2 separate regions of the Macaca mulatta genome follow, and region 2 is linked to region 1. A link is a contact called in public Hi-C data. All regions are on one chromosome and are shown on one strand. The core of a region is the stretch at or near the end of the contact, and the rest is flanking DNA. Distances in the headings are between cores, read along the strand shown. Region 1 holds the start of LYRM7 (LYR motif containing 7). Region 2 holds the start of RAPGEF6 (Rap guanine nucleotide exchange factor 6).

Region 1 (5,954 bases), core at 577-3,076:
TGAAAGCACTCATCACCATTCTTTGGTGTCTACATATTCCCATATGACTGCCCTCAGACTTTACAGTTGAATAAACCCTTTTAACTGGATCCTTGATTATTTTAGGGTGACAAGACAAACCAGGCCAAGTTCCCAGAACAACTAGAATAGTGAAGAGCCCACCTCATATGTGGAACAGTTAAAGGAGTCATGCAGATTGATTTAAGAAAAGAGGAGCCACAGAACTGAACTGATTCTGTCATTATAGAACTGTTTTAAAATATCAGCAGATGAGGGACTTTGGTTAACTGAATGCAGGACACTAGCTAGCAAGAAATCACCACAATAAGTTATGAATTTTCAGGAAGCTGCACTATGAGTCTACACTGAAAATGGGGGAGAGGGGATGGGGCACCTTTTAAATCACTGTCAGCATTCAGAAAGCACAATGCAAGGTACAAGATCATCTAGTTTATTGTTTCCTAGATAAAAGACAATATCCAGTATACTTGGCTTAATCGCTTCATTATGTTAAATGTTCTGCAAATCGAATGCACCTTAATTTAAAAAAATCGATTATCTTGTTTTTCTCAGAATGGCTTGCAATAATTCCTTAAAATAACATAGATCACAGAGAAGGAAAAGGGCTTCGGAAATCCATTGGTCCAGATCTTTCATTTTTAATAAGAAGTCAATTTTACCTAAAAGTTAACCTGAAAGGCTATAGGGGTAGGGAAGAACAATTATGCAAGAGGAACAACAGGAAAAGGTTGTGGTGTGTTAGTAATGTGACTATATATAGAGTTTTTTCCTTATTTTATTTTTATTTTTATTTTTTTGAGACGGAGTCTCCCTCTGTCGCCCAGGCTGAAGTGCAGTGGCCGGATCTCAGCTCACTGCAAGCTCCGCCTCCTGGGTTCACGCCATTCTCCTGCCTCAGCCTCCCGAGTAGCTGCGACTACAGGCGCCTGCCACCTCGCCCGGCTAGTTTTTTGTATTTTTTAGTAGAGACGGGGTTTCACCGTGTTAGCCAAGATGGTCTCGATCTCCTGACCTCGTGATCCACCCGTCTCGGCCTCCCAAAGTGCTGGGATTACAGGCTTAAGCCACCACCCCGGCCGAGTTTTTTTCTTGATGCTTGCGAGGTCATAGGTTAAAACGCACTTAAATAAATACCTTATGATTGTTTCTGATTATGATGCTGCTGATTACCCATTTCTTACCTCTTTATCAGCAAAACCAAGGAATAAAGAGAGTTGAATAGGCAAAATATAAAGGGTAAGATTAGGCTTTACGGTCAGGCATAGCGGATTTGCATCCCAGATCTCCATTTACTAGCTGTGCGAACTTCAGCGAGTACTTTAACCTAAACTTCTGAGGAAATAAATGAGAGAATATACGCATAAAATTTTTAGGAGTCAGTTGTTAGGACTTGGCTTTTATTTCTGCACATTTCCAAAGAGATAGTCGCAACTGGGAAACGTTAAAATAAAGTTATTTTACAGACGATCCTATACCGTAAACAGGAGGTAACAAAACACGGGTGCCGATGCCATCCACTAAATACAAACCCAGTCAGCCTAGCAGAGGATCCCTGCGCCGGAAGTAACTGTGCCCCTAACCAAAATGGCGTCCAGGTGATTTCCGTTCTCTTCTGGCCAGTAATTGGGCTCTGGGACTCCTCGCGATTTTACCAGTGCCCATCCGTTTAGCAAATGGCTTTGGGAAACGCCCGTTTAGCAAACGCCTTCTCCGTCCTTTGTAGGAGGGCGGGGCTAAAAGGGAGATGCTGTCTGGTGATTGGTTGTGGCGCGTTAGTAACGGGGCTACAGGGAGTTGGACAGTTCAGTCTTTGATTGGTTGCTGAGAGGCGGGGCTAGTCTACTGCTCCGGAGGTAGCGGCCGCGGTGAGGAGAGCCATGGCACAGGCAGCCAAGGTGACAGGGCCCGGGAAGGGGTGGGTACGGTGCCGTCGGGGAGGGTGTGTTCGCGGCCTTGAGAAAACTCTCTGGAGTCTCTGGAGGCTGGGGCTCCGGACCCTTTTCGGAGGATGTGGCTGTTACCCCAGAGAAGCCAGATGACCAACTCCGAGGGTTTGTGCAGGTGCGGAGGAGAGCGGGAGGCACCAGTGTGGTTCCTACTTCTTGGTACTAACTTGGTACGCAGTGTTTATCCATGATACAAATCCGCGACTTGAGTTCCGCCCTCTTTTCATCTTCAGACCGAGTGTTTGTCTGAGGGACCCATTTCACATCCCTGGGAAGTATAGGAGACGCCAGAGGCTGACCTGAGCAACAGCAGTTCAATGAGGTGAAAAGTTTATTCGGATAAACAGAAGGTGCACAAAAGTCTAGCAGCCAAGGAAACCGAACCCCAACAAAATTACTTGTCAAAAGTAACATAGCAATACAGAGCAGGGCCTGGTGAGACCTGAGCTCACTGAATGAGCTTGGGATGTGGTGGCTGTGCTCCGATCATCTCTCTGAGTACCTACCTGGTCTCAGATTCATTTCTCACACCCAAGCATGATGCACGTTCCTGCCCAGCGCACAATTCTCATTGGCAGCCATCCTTTAACGTTTAACATCAGCATGGCCAATTGGGATCTATAGTTGTCACTGCCTGAAACATAAACATGGGGAAATGGCCTGTTATAATATGGTGAAGTTAAGCAGTTTAGGGAACCACCAAGCAGCCCTCGTGTACTTTTGTACATAATGTCACAGGACCAATAGAAACAGAATTGCTCAGGGTTATTCATTCAAAAATTTCTTTGAATATCCATAATAGCTATTATTATAGCCAACAACCAGCAGGCTATATTATCTAAGCATAGTGGATGCAGCAATAAGCTGAACATCCTTGCCTTCATAAAGAAATCTAGCAGGTGGGGAGACCTTAAACAGTTATTTAATTACAGTTGTAATATATGCTGTGATTTGAAACTACAGTGTTTTGTGAGCATATAACTAGGATTTCACATAAGATCTCTCAAGGGGCTGGGTGCAGTGGCTCACACCTGTAATCCCAGCACTTTGGAAGGCCGAGGCGGGAGGATTACATGAGGTCAAGAATTTGAGACCAGCCTCGGCAACATGGTGAAACCCCATCTCTACCAAAGATACAAAAATTAGCTGGGCATAGTGGCGGGTGCCTGTAATCCCGCTACTCGGGAGGCTGAGGCACAAGAATTTCTTGAACCTGGGAGGTGGAAGTTGCAGTGAGCCGAGACTGTGCCACTACACTCTAGCCTGGGTGACAGAGCAAGACTTCACCTCAAAAAATAAGTAAATAATCTCTCAAAGAAGTTCAGACCTGACGTTTGATTAGAAATTAGCTACAGTAGAGAAAAAAGCATTCCAGAAAGGGCAACTAGCACATGAAAAATCCTCGAAGTGGGGATTTGGTTGGAAAACTTGGATACAAATGAAATTAAGTAGGATTCATTCCCAAAACACTTTTGGTAGAGCCTACAATGTATAGAAGGCACTTATGCTACATGTGGGAAGATACAAAGGTGACCAATCCAACAAGGGTGACAACAAGACCCTATGTCCAAAAAAAAAAAAAGAGGAAAGTGAAACCTAGCACAGAAATTATAACCCTTAAAATTAATCCATTATTCAAGAAAACTGAGGCGAAAAGGCTGTTACTTGTCCAAGCTTACATTAAGTGACAATCTCAGATTCAAACTGATCTGACTATAAAGAATCCACTTTTCATCTACACTGCCTAAATCTGTCCAATCAGTATAGGTAAATAAGGAAGATAATACAGTCTGTGACCTGGCTTTCTGCATTTTAATAAAAGTTTATCTGCTGCAAGGTAATGTTAACTCCAATAGTGCTATGGCAATAATGATAACATTTTCTTACACTAGTCCTCTTAAATTAGGGATGCTAATTTGTTGTACTAATGGTGTACTTTAAATAGCATATAAAACCATTAGGTTTACTTACTTCTCATTTTTTAAATCCCATGCAACATATCTTCTCTGCTCTTGCAATATTACAGTCCCTGGGATTCTATGATGCTTGCAAAGTCCGTATTTTTACCAACAATCTCTTCAAGGCAATCCAGGCTTTTACTATCAAGCACTCAGAATTATTCCAGCCTCTACACATTACTCAATCCAAAGCCACTTCCATATTTTTAGATACAGGCATACCCAGGTGATGCTGCGGATTTGGTTCAAGGCCACAGCAACAAAGTGTATATTGAAGTAAAGCGAATAACCCATGTTTTTTGGTCCCAGTGCATATAAAAGTTATGTTTATACTATAATGTAGTCTATTAAGTGTGCAGTAGCATGTCTTTAGAAAGTACATACGTTGGCTGGGAAAGGTGGCTCATGCCTGTATCCCAGCCCTTTGGGAGGCCCAGGCGGGTGGATCACTAGGTTAGGTGTTTGAGACTAATCTGGCCAACACAGTGAAACCCTGTCTCTACTAAAAATACAAAAATTAGCTAGGCGAGGTGGCAGGCGCCTGTAGTCCCAGCTGCTCGAGAGACTGAGGCAGGAGAATGGCGTAAACCCAGGAGGCTGAGCTTTCAGTGAGCCAAGATCCGGCCACTGCACTCCAGCCTGGGCGACAGAGCGAGACTCCGTCTCAAAAAATAAAAAAATAAAAAAATAAGGAAGTACATACCTTAAATAAATAATACTTTTTTTGCTACAAAATGCTAACAATTATTTGAGCTTTCAGAAAGTAATCTTTTTGCTGATGAAAGATCTTGTGTCGATGTTGATGACTGCTAATTGATCAGATTGGTGGTTGCTGAAAGTTAAGATGACTGTGACAGTTTCTTAAAATAAGACTACAGTAAAACTGACCACATTGGTTGACTCTCTCACACACAAAAGATTTATCTGTAGCATGCAATGCTGTTTGATAGCATTTTACCCACAGTAGGGCGTCTTCCAAAATTGGATTCAGTCCTCTCAATCCCGGCCACTACTTTATCAACTGAGTTTATATAATATTCTAAATCCTTTGTTGGTATTTCAACAATGTTTACAGCATCTTCACCACGAGTGAAGTGATGTGAGTGATGATCTTCATAAACTCAAGAATCCACTTTCTTTGCTCATCCATAAGAAGCAGCTCCTCATGCATTTAAGTTTTATCGAGATTGCAGCAATTCAGTCACATCTTAAGGCTCCACTCCTTATCCTAGTTTCACTTGCACTTTCCACATATCTGCAGTTAATTCCTCCACTGAAGTCTTGAACCCCTCAAAGTCATCCATGAGTGTTCAGATAAGTTTCTTCCAAATGCCTGTTATTGTTGCTATTTTGACCTCCTCTCTTGAATTCTCTGAATGGCATCTGGAATGGTGAATCCTTCCCAGGAGGTTTTCAATTTACTTTGCCTAAATTCATCAGAGGAGTCACTATCTATGGCAGCTATAGCCTTATGAGTCTTTTAAATAAGACTTAGAAGTCTGGCTCACGCCTCTAATCCCAACACTATCGGAGGCTGAGGTGGGCAGATTGCTTGAGTTCAGGAGTTCAAGACAAGCCTGGGCAACATGGCAAACCCGTCTCTACAAAAAGTAAAAAAAATAGCTCAACATGGTGGCATGCGCCTGTGTGCCCAGCAACTTTGGAGGCTGAGGTGGGAGGATCGCTTGAGCCCAGGAGATAGAGGCTTCAGTAAGCCATGATCGTACCACTGCACTCCAGCCTGGGTGACAGAACAAGGCCCTGTCTCAAAAAAAAAGGACTTGAAAGCCAAAATTACTACTTGACCTTGACCTGTGGGGCTGCAAAATGGATGTTGTATTGGCAGTCATGAAAACAATATTAATTTCCTTTTACATCTCCATCAGAGCTCTTGGGTGATGACGTGTGTTGTCAGTGAGCAGTAATATTTTGAAAGGAATCTTTTTTTTTTTTCTGAGCAGATCTCAACAGTGGGCTTAAAATATCAGTGAACCATGCTTTAAACAGATGTGCTTTGTTGATTTGTAGA
Region 2 (5,641 bases), core at 894-3,393, 450 kb after region 1:
CGCCTATAATCCCAGCACTTTGGGAGGCCAAGGCGGGAGGATCATGATGTCAGGAGTTCAAGACAAGCCTGGCCAACATGGTGAAATCCCGTCTCTACTAAAAAAACAAAAATTAGCTAGGCATAGGGGCGTGTGCCCGTAATCCCAGCTACTAGGGAGGGTGAGGCAGGAGAATTGCTTGAACCGGGACCCGGGAGGCGGAGGTTGCAGTGAGCTGAGACAGCCTGGGCTACAGAGGGAGACTCCATCTCAAAAAAAATAAAATAAAATAGGCAATTTCAAAATAAATAATTCTGCTGTTAAAGAGCAGTAGGATTTTTCCATTAAAATGTGAATTTAGTACCACAAGTAATGTTTAAAATTAAAAGCAGCCGGGCAACTGTGGCTCACACTTGTAATCTCAGCACTTTGGGAGGCCAACGCGGGCAGATAACTTGAGATCGGAGTTCGAGACCAGCATGGGCAACATAGTGCAACCCCGTCTCTACTAAAAATACAAAAAATTAGCCAGGCGTGGTGGCGCCTGCCTGTAATGCCAGCTATTCCGGAGTCTGAGGCAGAAGAATCGCTGGAACCAGGGAGGCAAAGGTTGTAGTGAGCCAAGATCGCGCCACTACATGCCAGCCTGGGTGACAGCGTGAGACTGTCTCAAATAAAAAATAAAAAATTAAATTAAATTAAAACCTACATTACACATCGTAAGCCTTGTATAATACTTTCCAAGGCTATAAAAGCTGTAAGAGAACTTGCCTACTCAAATTCATACTTTCAATTAGCTCACATTGACTTCAAGAATCAGCATAAGGAAACAAAAACTCATCGAATTGTAAATGTATATCTCAAAAAGAGAACTCTGGAAAGTGGTAGAATTTGTGCTATTCCTATGTAAACATCAGGATCTTCAATAACATAATTTGACCTATCATGGCATCCGTTATGGCCTGAATAATTGTCACGACCCAAAAGGTCAGCCCAACGTTACTAAGACTCAGTATGCAAAACACTATATATCTGAAAAACTCCACAGTGACTTAGGAAGAATTAACCAAAGCATTTCATTTACTGCAACTTTAAACAAGACAATCCAACAATCCACTCACATTGTTGTTAGTGTTTTGTTTAGAAAATATGTCCCACTTGTCATAGAAACTTCTCCAAATCAAGGAAAACCTTCCCCAAAACCTTAGCATTCTACCGGGATAAGCAAAGCTAACAGGTTTTAGTTACATGCCAGAAAACAAGCCTTCAGGTCGAATGAAAATCTTCTGAGCTGACACCATAACTGTTAACTCGACACAGCAAATTTTGGATCCAAGCACAAAATACTGTAAAATTTCCCAGTGACAGTCTGAAAAAGTACCTACAGCGGTGTTCTTTAAACATGCATCATCTACTACAGAATTTACCATTTGACTGGATGCAAACCTTTAAACTAATTTTGAAAACTTTCTCTTTTTTTAGGCAACCGTACAATATTTCAGGGACCTTTAAAGAAAAACTATTTCTAAATTACATGGCTGAGATACTTCCCTTACAATTTTCATCTCGTTTTTCATAGTCTACTTAAACGAATGGGCATCTAACTCCGAAACTCGTTATTACTCAACTCAGAAAATACGACTTAGTAATGGTGCTTTCTTAACGACACTCAGAAGTTCCCGGCAAGGGATGGGTACGCGGGTTAAGACCCGCATCACGGGCAGGAAGGGCGGTTGGCACCCTGCTGGCGACAAGGGCCGGGTCAGGGCAGAGACTCAAGAGAACAGATTCCCAGTAGCAGGTGCGAGACTCTGGCAAGAGGGCAGTCGCCGCGGGTTTCGGACAGACAGGGGGATGCTGTCTACTGGACTGTGGGACGCACATAAGGGTCGACCAGCCTCACCTCTGGAGTCCGCTCGGGCGGCTTCTTCCTCAACGCCTGCCTAGCGCCAGGATCCACGGGTGAGTTCATGGCCACGGCCTGGGTACTCTGCAGCCTACCCTTAGCAGCCCACGCCACAGTTCATTCACCCTAGGTAGCGGGTGCGGTACCTTTCCCCCGCCCCAAGGAGGGAACTTCGCGCCGTAACAAGGTCCAAACTCAAGCAAACAACCCTTCGCAACGCCCGCCTAGGGCCTCTACCCACGCGCGACTGGCCGGAGACAAGCCCTGGCGGGGGCGGGGGAGAGTAAGTGCGCATGCGCAGCACGCACGCGCACGCTAAGGAACGCCCAAGGGAGTGACTCCACTGTGACGTTAGAATTGGGGCGGTGCGGGTAAGTGGTTTCCTGCTGTCGTCGTGAGATTTAAAGACACCTCGCGAGACCTCACCTAAATCCGTCACGGGATCGGCCTTGGCGTTGAGGTTCCGGCTTCTCCATCCGCTGGAGAGACCGGAAACGCGCTGAGGGCCTAAGCAAAAATAGCAGTTTGGGGCAGAACCGTGGGGAGGCGTTCTGAGTGGAGAGAACTGTTGTGCCCAAATCCGGAAGCCCAGGGCGTGGCCAAGTCCGGGTTTGCGCTCCCCTCTGCAACTTCTACTGCCGACTTTGAATATGCAGAAGTAGAAGCCGCCATTCGGCAAAGAAGGAAGTCCACGCACACCCCATCTCTCTTTAAATAAAACGAAATCTCTTGTGAAAGCTGCCCACAGAGAAGTGCTTGATCTATTCGAAACGGACGTCATGAGACCAGGGCAGAGAAAGCAAACTTTCATGGCCAGGATGGGCAGCCGGTGCCGCGGCCAGCTCACGATTACCTTTGAGTCAAAAAACTGGATTTAGACTGCGTTCATGTAACTAAATGCCCGGGGCAACCCTCCCTCAGGCAACTGGGTTTAGTGTTGGGACTCGAGTGGCAACTTTTGCAATACTTTTTACATTCTAGTCTGCTTCCCAACAGACCGAATAAAACCAATTTTGTTTCACTGGTCCCTTGGTAAGAAAAACAGAACTCTCTTAGGAGCAGCCAGAGAGCTGCTGAGGCTGTTTCAACAATAAGCTCACTGACAATTTCAGAATCCACCGTTCTGGGATACTCCTTACCCTTTCTCGTAAGTTCGTAGGTAACTAACTTTGGCGACACCACCTTTCCACTGAATTTTAAGCTCCTTGATGGCTGTAACCACATCTAGGTACACCTTGGTATTTCTCACAGCAGTTAGCATAGTTCACTAAACAAGGTGATTTATGATTATGACATGCTTTCCAACTAATGACCGATTCACAGTAATTTTAATGACATAATAAGAGTTAAAAGTATATTTGAAAGCAATGAGAGTTCAACACCGTTTCTGGGACCCGCAATGACTTAAGGGCTGTTTTCTGTTGGTCCTGGGGCTTGCCCAAACTGGGAGTTTACAACATACTATTAGCATTTCTCTTTTTCAGGTATAGAGCAAAAACCTTACCAGGGAAGTGTGGCATAGCCATTGTAGAAATAAAGTAATCGTGGAAAAATCACAGGATGTTGCAGACGATCTGTTTTCCTCATCATTTTTGGTACAAATATAACGTCTCAAAGGTCTGCCTAGGATCACAAACAAAAGTTATCCCTTCCGTTCTTCAAGGATCATTTTTCAGAGTCACATCAATATTTTGAAAGAGGGTAAAAGGAACTATAAAGGATGATCACCACGAACTTGAACTTTAGGGGCAAATAGACCTAGAATTTGTGTCTCTAATATTAGACCTCTTCTAGTTAAGTGACTTGAAGTTATTTAACATCTTAATTTTCCTATGTTAAATGGGAATATAGTAAAGGACCTGTTGTTTCAGAATTTCCTTAAGATTACGTGAGAAATTTCACATGAAGCACTTAGTATGTTGCCTGCACAATCTAAGCACTCTTTATTATTTCCATGATTTCGCCTCTGGGAAGTGATTTTTTTTTTTTTGAGACAGAGTTTTGCTCTTGTTGCCCAGGCTGGAGGGCAATGGCGTGACCTCAGCCCACTGCAACGTCCCTTGAACTACTTGGGAGTTCAAGTAGCTGGGATTACAGCTACTTGAGTAGCTCCCGAGTAGCTGGGATTACAGACGCCCGCCACCACACCCGGCTAATTTTTGTATTTTTAGTAGAAACGGTGTTTCACCCATTTTAACCATGTTGGCCAGGCTGGTCTTGAACTCCTGATCTCAAATGATCCACTCAATTTGGCCTCCCAAAGTGCTGGGATTATAGGCGTGAGTCCCTGCTCCCGGCCTGGGAAGTAATTCCTCTAAAGTAGAAATTCAACTTTGAATAATTGAGTAGATTTTTTTAGTATAGTTTTTTTCACTTATAACAATCCCAAAACACATTTAAGTATTTGTGAGGATGTGGAGCAAGAGGAACTCTCTCAAACTGCTGGTTAAGTGCAAGTTGGGAAGTCACTTTTGGCAAAAAAAAAGTAATAAAGCTGAAACATAACACACCTTATGACAGCAAGTCCTTTCCTTGATATATGCCCTATAGCAGCAGTCCCCAACGTTTTACGGCACCAGGGACTGGTTTCGTGAAAGACAAACTTTCTGTGGGGGTTGGGGGAGGGTTTCAGTATGGAACTGTTCCAACTCAGATCATCAGGCATTAGATTCTCATAAGGAGCATGCAGCCTAGAACCCTCACATGTGCAGTTCATGATAGGGTTCCTGCTCCTAGAGAATCTAATGCCCCTGATGATCTGACAGGTGGAGCTCAGGCAGTTATGCTTGCTTACCTCCTGCTGTGTGGCTGCTTCCTAACAGGCCATGGACCAGTACCAGTCTTCAGCCTGGGGACTGGGGACCCCTGCCCTATTAACAGAAAAGATGGAGAAAAATGTTCATTATTCATAGAAGCCAAAAACTGGAAATAACCCAAATATCCATCAATACTAGAAGGGATAAATTGTAAAATATTCATCTACAATGGCACATAGCTACATAGCACATAGTGATGATTCTCCAACATAATGTTGAGAGAAAAAAAGCAAAACAAAATACAGAGTATAATTACCACACACAGAGTTTAAACATAAGCAAAACTAGGTCTTTCAGGGATGCATATACAGAGGTAAAATAATAAAGAGAAAACAAGGAAATGAAGTCAGAGTGGTAGTTATGAAAGCGAGATGGTAGAGAATTATGGTCAGGATAGGGCACATGGAGGAGGGGGCTTCTGGACTGCTGAAAATGATCTACTTATTGACCTTAGTGATGGTTATATGAGTATATATTTACTCTGTTTTCTGTATATATTTCACAAGAGAAAGTATGCAAAAATAATTGGGGTTTGTCATTAGACAGCAGTAGTAAAAACTACATTAATATACATGATGACTATCCGTAACTAAATTTAAGTATACATTTTCAAAATCTATCTTGTCCTTTACTATCTTGTATTATATTGTTATATACAGAGAAAAGTGAGGAGAGACAGTGAAGTTCTAATAGCTATTTTCAGACAGAAGGCAACCTCCAGGACAGGATTCACCAGCATTAACTTGTATCTGAAAGAAAAATATAATAGTCTGAATGCAAGTAATTTATTGTGGGAAAATAAGGACTTTTTAATTGGCTTAACTATTTATGTTTACTTACTACTACCTGACAGCACATTACATATGAGTAACATGTATATATAATTTTTTTGGTCTATCCTCTCCACAAAAAGGAAAATATGTAAACTCTATGAAAACAG

The links. A called contact is a pair of places that touch in the nucleus more often than the background predicts.
Region 2: a Hi-C map of fetal cortex germinal zone shows a contact between it and region 1, with 2.0 times the contacts expected there. The contact joins the promoter of RAPGEF6 here to the promoter of LYRM7 in region 1. A contact is called at or near these places in 2 of 14 Hi-C or Micro-C datasets (fetal cortex germinal zone and fetal cortical plate).

What each region holds. Positions count from the first base shown.
Region 1 is chr6:140,096,416-140,102,369 of T2T-MMU8v2.0, forward strand. LYRM7 (LYR motif containing 7) reads left to right here and starts at 1,827. Exons shown (of 6, transcript XM_078005140.1): 1 at 1,827-1,916. The coding sequence starts at 1,899. LOC114678900 (a long non-coding RNA gene) reads right to left here. Exons shown (of 4, transcript XR_013418507.1): 3 at 2,474-2,601; 4 at 2,132-2,266.
Region 2 is chr6:140,548,625-140,554,265 of T2T-MMU8v2.0, forward strand. RAPGEF6 (Rap guanine nucleotide exchange factor 6) reads right to left here and starts at 2,144. Exons shown (of 27, transcript XM_078005143.1): 1 at 1,883-2,144. LOC144341527 (a long non-coding RNA gene) reads right to left here and starts at 4,757. Exons shown (of 2, transcript XR_013418510.1): 1 at 4,680-4,757; 2 at 3,229-3,508.